2 separate regions of the Triticum aestivum genome follow, and region 2 is linked to region 1. Evidence: chromatin contacts called from public Hi-C data. All regions are on one chromosome and are shown on one strand. Each heading gives the region's core, a stretch centred on a gene start, on an enhancer-like site or on the middle of the called end of the contact. The rest is flanking DNA. Distances are from core to core; before and after follow the strand shown. Region 1 has its middle 53 kb from the start of TRNAS-AGA. Region 2 holds the start of LOC123144050 (putative methyltransferase At1g22800, mitochondrial).

Region 1 (4,938 bases), core at 1,336-3,835:
GCTCCAATTTGCAGAAAACCCCTTATTATCTTGAAACCAACCACATCATTCCCTCACCGCATCATAACAGCCGAGTGAAACATAATATATTTTTAGTGATATACGTATATCAAAACTAGAGTGTTTTCTTTCAAGTTTGTGAACAACTCTTATCCTACTTTGGATTCGTTGCAACGCGCGGGCACACTGCTAGTACGTATATATATGGAACATTTCTATTATGCATATTTACCATTTTGAAATACATGCTAACACGTTTTAATAAATATGTTTGATGATTAATTTTCTTTCATACCCATTGTACATTTTCAGTATATATCAGGAAACGAACTAATACATATTTCATTTCTTGAAATATATAATTAATATTTTTTCGACACTATCAACATTTTTAATTGTTTTTTATTTTCAGTTCAAATTTCAAAGAGACGTTCCACATTTTTAATATATAGGAGGATCATTTTTTGGCACACATTTAAGATTTTTTAAATAGATGATTAACATTTTTGTCAAATATTTGTGTTTTCTTACTACTTTTTTCATACACATTTTACGTTTTGGTTTATATATCAGGAAAAAAATTATACACGCGTAACATTTTTTTCTCATACGCGATCAATATTTTATAAAATTTATTATTTATGTTCAAATTTTTAAAACACGTTCTACATTTTTTATACTCTGGAAACATTTTATATACACATTTACTTTTTGAAATAATTGATTAATTTTCTTTAAAATGCTTGATCAAAAAATTTGAATACGTGATCAATTTTTCCGTACCCATTATTTTTTTGTATACATGACAAACAATTTTTTTCTATACACATTAAACATTTTACAAATGTTAGATGTTTTATGTACAGTGTTTTTTCACACAAACATTGTATATTTTTTGTATACATGAGAAACCTTTTATTTATAAACAATTAACATTTTTCAAATGGCTGGTTAACATTTTTTTAATGCATGGTCAACATTATTTCCATACACAATTTAAACATTTTTCAAAGTACAAAATTAACATTTTTTTAATACATAGTCAACATATTTGATACACGTCTTTAAAATTTTCAACTGCTTGATTCACATTTTTTAAATACAAGTTTACCATTCTTTTAATACATGATCAACATTTTTTCTATAGACATTCTGCATTTTCCAAATGCTTGATGAGAAACATTTTCTTCATAAACATTAAAATTTTCCAAATGCTTGGTTAATGTTTATTTATAATAGTTTATGTAAGTTTTTATATTATATTATTTAGAATATTTGAAATAAAAAAGTAAAACAGTAAAAAAACAAAAAACATGAAAATAAAACAAAAAATTGACCGTGGCCTCCCGCGTGACTGGGCTGGCTCATTTAAGGATGCATCTGGCACGCGAGCACGCTAGGTCTTACTGTAAGCAAGACATAGCACCGCCCCAAACAGGAGGTCTTCAACGGTTGATAGTCTTTTGAGGGTTGAGTGTGGCCTGGCAAGCTTGCAGTTATAGACAGTGCGGCCTGACTCTTCTGGCTTTCTTTAAAGAGCCCAATATAGATCCAGCAAGCCCCAAGTCTCTTTGTACATGAGCCTGAAACTTCTTTGCTTGAGAGGAATTTTGTAGAAATTTCAAAGGATAGAATTTTTTATAGCAAATTTTTAAGTCTATTGGTTTGTAGGAATGGACTTTTATTCCTATTTATGTTAGGAACCAATCCTTCACATTTCAAGTAAAAGGAACATTAGACTAGACTCAACGAAATTAATTGTTATCCAAGTGACATCCATATTTTTTATAGGATTTTTTTTTTGAAACGTGGGGCAATTTTATAGGATTAAGACATCTCAGTTCAGGCTTGTTTGGTTCCCAACCTAAGGTTGTCATGTCTAACCTTAGTCATGACACAACACCTTAGGCATGTGTTTGCTTCATTGGCACATTTGTTGCTTGCCACACTTTTCTAGTTATATGGTCCATATGTTATAGGCTCAATTTTTTGTCAAATCTTGCCACTCTTGTGGTGATCATTTTGTTAGCCACACTTACCTAAGCTTAGTTATGGCAAAATTAGTCATGAACCAAACAGGCCCTTTGTATGATTGTTTTTATTCCTATCATATGATCTAAATCTAAAGAAGGCCTAAATGCACACACAAACCCCTAAAAAAGCACATACGAAATTAGGGATCACCCCACCTGAAAAATGGACCATCTTACCCAGGAAAAGAAGAACTAACACATGTTGGTCTGGAAAAGATAATACTACCAATTTGGCTTTCAGTCAACAAATAAAACAAGGGCACGGCGATTACTCGGCGACTTATCCACACAATTAAACTCGCAGTCGCGGTCGTGCGCCTGACTTATCGCACCCCGTACGTGCAAAGTGCCGTGCACGACCACGGGATCGCCTTTGGTGACACAAAAAGAAGAGCACTAAACGCCTACTAGACGGCGGCCTTGATTTCAAAGCATCAACGAATTGTATAGGATTTTGAAAGGAAGAAAAGAGGTTCAGAGCCGTGCCAAAGTGCGCGTATGTATGCAGCTACCTGAGTCCAGAGCCCAGGTGGATATACGCGTACCCTGTGGAATCGCATTCAAAGTGAGTCTGCGGGAGTTCACCCTGCCAATGCCATGGCACGTCGCGGTCGGTCAGTCGTACACAGACTGCGACCGGCGACGACTGCAGCGCAGAGCCTTCCCGCGAGACCTGCTATCGTCCGAGAGCAAGTGGATCCCAACGACGGCCCGGCAGCGTTCTGGACTGTACGTCTGTATTTAAGACATCTGCCTGCTCGTGTCGTACTGATCATTTCCTCTTCGTTTTTTTTACCTCATCGTCTTCGGAGTTGAGCAACACGTGGGAGTCAACGGCGACTGGATTTTGTATTTAGCACGGTTCTGCGTCTACCTTTTTAACATCAATTTGGCACATGCTTGGTTCCCAAAAGTAACCGCCGTATCAAGCACCCTCTCTCAACCCTAGCTGCCGCAGCTAAGTTTCTCCCCCGTGCACTCTTGGTCCACTCCCCTTCCTCGTGAGTGGCAAGAGGAGCGGAGATCCATTCATCTGTTCTGTTTTCTCTTCTTCTATTTTGTTTGCCTAGCGATATCGATCAGATGGTGGAGACGATGTTGTGTTGAAATAAGGCCAACTCCGTTTGCGGTAGAACGGACGAATAAAGCGGCCCAACACGCGGTCTTAAACGGATAGATGTTCGGATTTTGTCTGTTTTCGACCCATTCCCAGCCCAAACTTGCGCCGCGTTTGGAGTGAAACGGACATCGCACGGATGGGCTGGACGCACGCCCTTGTCTTCCCCGTGGCCCGCCTATCGGGGACACTAGCACTTCATTCGCCTCCAACGCCTCCACCCGCTCTCCCCCGCCCCACTCCGCCGCCACTATTCTCCGGCCGCCTCCTCACTGCTCACCCCCCCGGCCATCCATACCAAACCACGTCTCGACATGGCCGCCACCACGCCCGCGCTTTCTTAGGAGTTTTGGCCGTCAGTTGTAGGAGATTTGGCCGTCGCCGTCGTAGCCGGTGCTAGAGGGGATACGACCCCCGGCGACGGATATGGACCACGGCAGCTTCCGTCGGCTGCTCTAGAGCGGCCAATAGCCGGCCGCCAACCACCCCTGCTTCATCGAGGTGTTCATCGCGGCCTCTTTGCCACCACGACCGCAAGGTGTCTGACACTTTGCCCACAAAGGTATGGACAGTGGAGATGAATTTTTCTTCCACCACTTCATTTATTCATGGGACGATTCGTCCTCGGATGACGAAGATCTTGTGGTGGCTGCACTCGTCGTTCACGACCACATTGAACGGCAGCTTCCTCGGTACAGTGGGTCAGTCCCCAGCCGTGCTCCCAACCTGAACCGCAACACGGAGAGAGAGAGAGAGAGAGAGAGAGAGGCCACGCCCTGCTCTATGCCGATTACTTTGCGAATACCCCGCTCTTCAAGCCGGACAAATTCCGTCGCCGTTTTCGTATGGCAAGGCATCTGTTCAATCGTATCCGAGAGGGAGTGTTTGCTCATGAGCCATACTTCGAGTGCAAGACGGATGTCCTTGGCAAGCTTGGATTCTCCTCTTACCAGAAATGCACCGCGGCCATCCGCATGCTTGCGTATGGAATTCCAGGCGATCTGGTGGATGAGTACGTGCGCATGAGTGAGTCGACATGTCTGCTGTCATTGTACAACTTCTGCAAGGCCGTGGTGGCAGTGTTTGGCCCTGAGTACTTGAGGCAGCCAAATGTCGCAGATACAGAAAGGTTGTTGGCGATCAACGCCGCTAGAGGCTTTCCAGGCATGCTTGGCAGTATAGATTGTATGCACCGGGAGTGGAAGAACTGTTCATTTGCTTGGCAGGGCCAGTACAAGAGGCATGTTAAAGCGTGCACTGTCATATTAGAAGCAGTGGCTTCGCAAGATCTTTGGATATGGCACTCTTTCTTCAGCATGGCAGGTTCTCATAATGATATCAACGTGCTGCAGCGTTCTCTAGTCTTCGCAAGGCTTGCAGAAGGCCACTACCCACCTGTCAACTTTGAGACCAACGGCCACCAGTACAATAAGGGATACTACCTAGCTGATGGTATATATCCTCAGTGGTCAACTTTTGTGAAGACAATCTCGAACCCCTAAGGGGGGAAGAGACAGAGATTTGCCCAAATGCAAGAGAGTGCTAGAAAGTATGTGGAACGTTCTTTTGGTGTGCTTCAATCCCGATGGGGTGTCGTTCAAAACCCTGCACTGACATGGGATGAAGGGAAGCTTTGGGATGTGATGACTGCTTGTGTGATAATGCAAAACATGATCGTCGAGGACGAGCGTGATAACAGCATCTTCGACCAAGGATTTGATTTTAAAGGTGAAAATGTTGAGCCCTTGCACCAAGAACCGGCCATGTTTGAACAGTTTGCCCAATTTC
Region 2 (4,938 bases), core at 1,047-3,546, 610 kb after region 1:
GAGAAACTGCATGGTTTCTACTCTGTATTTAGTCAAGTTGGACAAGATGGGATATTATTTTTGAACTGTACAAAACCTGAAAGGTTGCTGGAATGGTTCCATCTTCTAACCCAAACATTGACTGGTAAATGGCTGCAGTAGCTAGTGCTGTATCTCTCTTTAATATCTGAAAATAGAAAACCAATGTAAATTCAGTTACCATGTCAACTAAATTAATTGGGACTAAGCCAATTTCAGTAAACATTATGATAAGAAAGGCTCAAATGGCTTCTTTGAAAGAGAGCATTCGTTTCTGCCATTGCTCTAAGATGTTCCACAAGTTCAAGAGCTAGTTGGCAATAAGTAATAAAATTGTTAGGAGAAATAAATAACTTGGTGAATCAAATATTGTGGAGAGTTTAAAACAATAACAAATTAACGTGGTTCTTGAATATAAAATATATTTATCAGACACAACATTGCTAATTGTATGTTGATGAGACAAAAGTGACCATTGCAATCTGATAGTCATAAGAATATTTACTGAGCAGTCAGAATAAAGAAAAGATGTTGATTCAATCTTCACAAAATATTGTACGAAGAAATTCACTAATCGGAAAATCCAAGTTTTTTTGTACGCACCACTATTGTACTTGACTGTATATCGATCTACATCAACTCCTGGAAGGGCGAAGCCTGCCCTTGACAAAAGGTTTCCTGCATCACGGACCTTGAAATGTACAACCCAATGTCGCCATTAGAACCAAAGACACTAATAAGTCAAGGTAAAGGCAATGGTTTGCAATGACAGGCTATTCAACAGAGGCATACAAGAAGAACAAGCAATCCCCATTGGACGAAATCTCTGATTATAAAGGAATCATACTTGTGCTAATGGCGACATTCGAGGACTGATGCCTCCCTCACGTTCCATTTGAGCAATAGTGCATGCAATTCTTAGTTCCCTGATCATAGCATCCAAGAAAAGGCAAGTCAAACAAGAAACTGGAAAATGTCGATAAATGGTAAATCTAAGATTATCACTTCAGAGTCTCCCCGCCAAGAATTGCTGCAAGAAAAAGGCCATCAGGCTTCAACGCCAACCTACACTGCCATCAAAGGACAGCCAATTACCATAGTTCAGATGTTTTAGCGCTTGATAACTTCATGCTTTCAGTGTTTAAAATAAAAGACTTACCTGTATCATTGCTCCAGGTAGATCATTTGTCCAATGTAGCCCAAGACAGCTCATTATCAAATCCTGGGAGCTTCAGAAACCAAGAGCCACATCAATAGAGGAGTATACAATGCAAGATCACAATTTATTTACTTTTAAATTTGACAATTAGCCACTCACACCTAAAATATATTGACCCACTCAAGCATAAGATAGCAGACTGCAAATTGACAGTTTATCTCTTTGGTGTATATATAAGTGGGGGGGGCCCCAATACATTAGCATTCAAGGGAGCTAGAGAAAGCATGTGGATCCAGTGCAGTTTACTCTAATCATACGTAAATGGAACCAACAAACACACCGAAAGTATAATATGGCTGGTATTTACTTCTCTTTCATAGGAAGATACTCTTCATCTCCAACGATAAAGTTCATCTCGGGGCCGTCGTCAGTAGCACTCTCCAACTCCCGCCACTTGTTCACCATGTCTACCGACATGTCCATCATGGTCAATTTCTCGATTCCACCTGGCACACAAATCATCAGCGCCATCTTGCAGGTTAGTTCAACATATCAAGGAGAAGCAACGTGTCGCAGATCATTTCAATTGTCGAATGTGAAAACCGGAACTTTCAGGAAGACATTTGACATGGTTCAACGCAGTGATTAGTACACATGATAAGAGGCTGGTGCAAGAAATAACAAGAAAAGCGAGCTGAGTAGCTTCTTACCGCGGCCGCGAAGCGACCGGCGGACGGCGCCGGCCGAACCGCCGAGGCAGAGCGCCGAGGGGAACGCCTTCCTGCAGTCCTCGAGGCGGTCGAGGAGGTTATCGGCGACCGCGTCTACCAGTGGGTCAGTTTCCCGCATCGCCCACGCCGCCCGGTCCCGGTGTCGGCGCTTCAGATCGCGATCGAAGATCTTGACGCGGCCCCCGTCCAGCACTTCGTCCGCCGAGGAGGAAGAGAAGTGGTGATTGGGAACGAGGTGGCGGCGGCGGTGGCGCAATAGCAGAAGGCGACGTGCGGCGGCCGAGGACCCGGAAGCCATGGCGAGCGACGGAGCGACCACCGGCGGTTGGAGGAGAGAGAAGGGCTTCTTTTTAGTTCAGGAGACCTCTTTTCTTAGAAATGGCTTTTTAGGCAATCCGGCAAAGCTTTACTAGTACAGTACGTACTATTCAGCAACAATATTTAGAGGAACTAGTTAAATGTCTGTGCTTGATTCAAATACAACATCCACATGAGCAATTTCATGACCAAGTGAATAATTATTTGATAGAATAAAACAAAAATTCAATAGCAATCATGTTTAAGCAAACTCATCGACAATCTTCGAATTAGTCAGGTGTGTGCTACACTTGCTATTCACAGTGGGAGGTAGTTTTTTATAATTGTCTCATGCCTTTTATAAAAATATGAAAATACTAACACCCACATGTGTGATAGTTTTGCAATTCTCCCAAACGCGTGGATCACCGTCCAATTGAGTTTACATGAATCTTGACACGGCAGAATTTACGTGCCACGTAGGACGAGGCTGGTGTGTGGGCGTTGGAGAGTTCGCCCACACGCCCCGCAACAAGCGGTTTGTCAGCTGCGTTGTGTGGGCGAACTAGTTTCTGCCCACACAGCCAACACCTAATCCACGCGCGTGTGGGCGAACTGCTTTTCGCCCACACGACACTCGTACGTTGTTGGATGGCAACTGTAGTTACGCGTGGCAACTAGGTAAACACACATGGCAACTATGATACGTTGCTAGACGGCAACTGCAGTTGCGCGTACGTGGCCACCAGATAAACACAGATGGCAATTGTGATTAACCATACATGGCAACTGTGGTTGGACCACACGTGGCAACTAGGTAAACAAACATGGCAACTACTGTTTGACCATATGTAGTAAGTAGTTAATCACACACGGCAACTATGGTTTAATTACACGCGGCAACTGCCATAAATTAGACATGGCAACTATAGTTAACCAAAACAGATATAGTTGACATGCTTTTACAACTACATTTGCCATCCCGAATAACTACGTGCCATCCCGGATGGCAACTAAAAATCATCATCACACGGGTACCTAACGTAGCTGCGCCAGGACGTGTGGGCATTTTTTACTTCGTGCCATACGCGCGGGCTGGAGATGAGTAGTACTTGTTGGGCGTGTGGCACGAAGCAGCTGCGTCCACACGTATGGGCAATTCTAATGTTCGCCCACACACTGCCCGTATGGGCTGCCGCCTGCTCATGCCACACACGGTGTGTGGGCGGATGGCTAGTATGCCATATGTGTGGGCGTTATCGGCGTCCTAAAAATATGGTACGCCATGGTGTACTCTCGAAAAGATTTTTTTAGAAACTTCTCGAAAAGAAATATAAGTACTGGTTGCGTTATCTTAACGAACAGCCCAGTTGGTTCCAAGCCCATATTTGCTTTTTTTTAGGTGCAGCCCATATATCTGAGTCCAGGACATATTAAGCCCCGATAGGGCCAGACTTTAAGCCCATCACAAATCGATCACATGACCGCCGCTTCTCCCTGTTCCCTTCCCTCCCCGCACTTCCCGTCGCTGCCGCCAATCCACTACCGCCCACCGCCCACCGCCCTCGAGAGGGAAAAGCCTCGGCCCGTCCACCGACGCAGCATTCCACACCAAAAGCCCAGGTAAATTGGCTTCGTCTCCCCGCTCTGCGGCGATGGAGGAAGGAGGAGGTGCAGAGCACCGCGAATTCCATCGCCACAGCCTCGCGCAGCCGCGTCGTCCTTCTCCGGCATCGCGCGATCCCTAGCAGGTTCGAGACACCCCCACCTCCTTGGCTCCGCCCTAGCCTCTCCCCCCTAGCTCTAGTCGATTCTCTCTGCTTACACCGTGCGATGGCAGAGGCGAATTGGGGCGTCGCTTGGTAATTTCCGATGGCGATTCGTACGGTTCAGGTTCGTGAGAGCCGGTGATTGATTCGGCGCTGTTTATGCTAGCTTCGTGGTTCCGTCCCGGCATTTTTGTGCGCCTCTGCCTACGAATTGAGGCTTCCTGTGGTTTGTTTTGGGCCTGCAGAGTTACGTGCGGCTTCGTTATGATCATTTGATTGATAGCTTTGATTAGTCATCCTCCTGAGTCGGGGTTTGTTCATCATCCTTTGGTACGAAGCGAGTTTTATGTCGAACTGGTAGGCATGTGCAGGAGCAGTTACCCGTAACCTGTTCTGTATCAGTATGTTGGAGTCTGTTTCTGCAATCTCAGCAATCAAGTGTCTGATCATCATCTACAATCTGAGCAGTTATCACCTGTTCATGCTGTGCTCTGTAGATTCCTGAGTCAATTGCAATATCTTACACACAGCTCTGATAATTTTTTGGAATGTATACATGTGAATCTCTATTGCAGTTGCCTCATATGAAATCCTGTTTGCATAGCTGTTGCGCTATGTTTATGTCGCTGAGTTGTTGTGGTATTTTTTTTTACTGAATCACCTCAACAGCCTTCCGTTTTGCCTTGAATCGGTGAATCCATTTGATGCCAACTCCCCAATCATGTCTCACTGTAGAGTTCATGCGCTGATAGTAGCCACCAATATAAGTTAAAATGAGTGTTTCAGGGAATGTAACTACTCTGGTAATATCAGTTAAAATGCTTAGTAAGAAATGTTGTCCATGTGTGTGTGATCCATGCCGTTGAAAGCCATGGCCATCAAATAGCTTGTTCACCCAACTAAAGTTCTAATTATCATTCCAAATGGTGTATGAATATTTGATTCTTCCAGAAAACAAACAACT

The links. A called contact is a pair of places that touch in the nucleus more often than the background predicts.
Region 2: a contact with region 1 is called in a Hi-C map of leaf, with 6 times the contacts expected there. The contact joins the promoter of LOC123144050 here to the enhancer-like site in region 1. A contact is called at or near these places in 2 of 5 Hi-C or Micro-C datasets (both in leaf).

The regions. Positions count from the first base shown.
Region 1 is chr6D:125,785,681-125,790,618 of IWGSC CS RefSeq v2.1, forward strand. No RefSeq gene overlaps it. Among protein-coding and RNA genes, the nearest start is that of TRNAS-AGA, 53 kb to the left of the region's middle. Within about 2 kb of position 2,586, at least 3 of the 8 cell types and tissues checked have an H3K27ac peak or open chromatin away from gene starts, as enhancers often do. A contact at or near this core is called in leaf, where this site is marked.
Region 2 is chr6D:126,393,128-126,398,065 of IWGSC CS RefSeq v2.1, forward strand. LOC123144050 (putative methyltransferase At1g22800, mitochondrial) reads right to left here and starts at 2,297. Exons shown (of 9, transcript XR_006471236.1): 1 at 1,888-2,297; 2 at 1,545-1,683; 3 at 1,178-1,247; 4 at 1,024-1,088; 5 at 866-944; 6 at 622-709; 7 at 77-166. It overlaps LOC123144052 (a long non-coding RNA gene), which reads left to right and starts at 3,708. Exons shown (of 11, transcript XR_006471238.1): 1 at 3,708-3,956.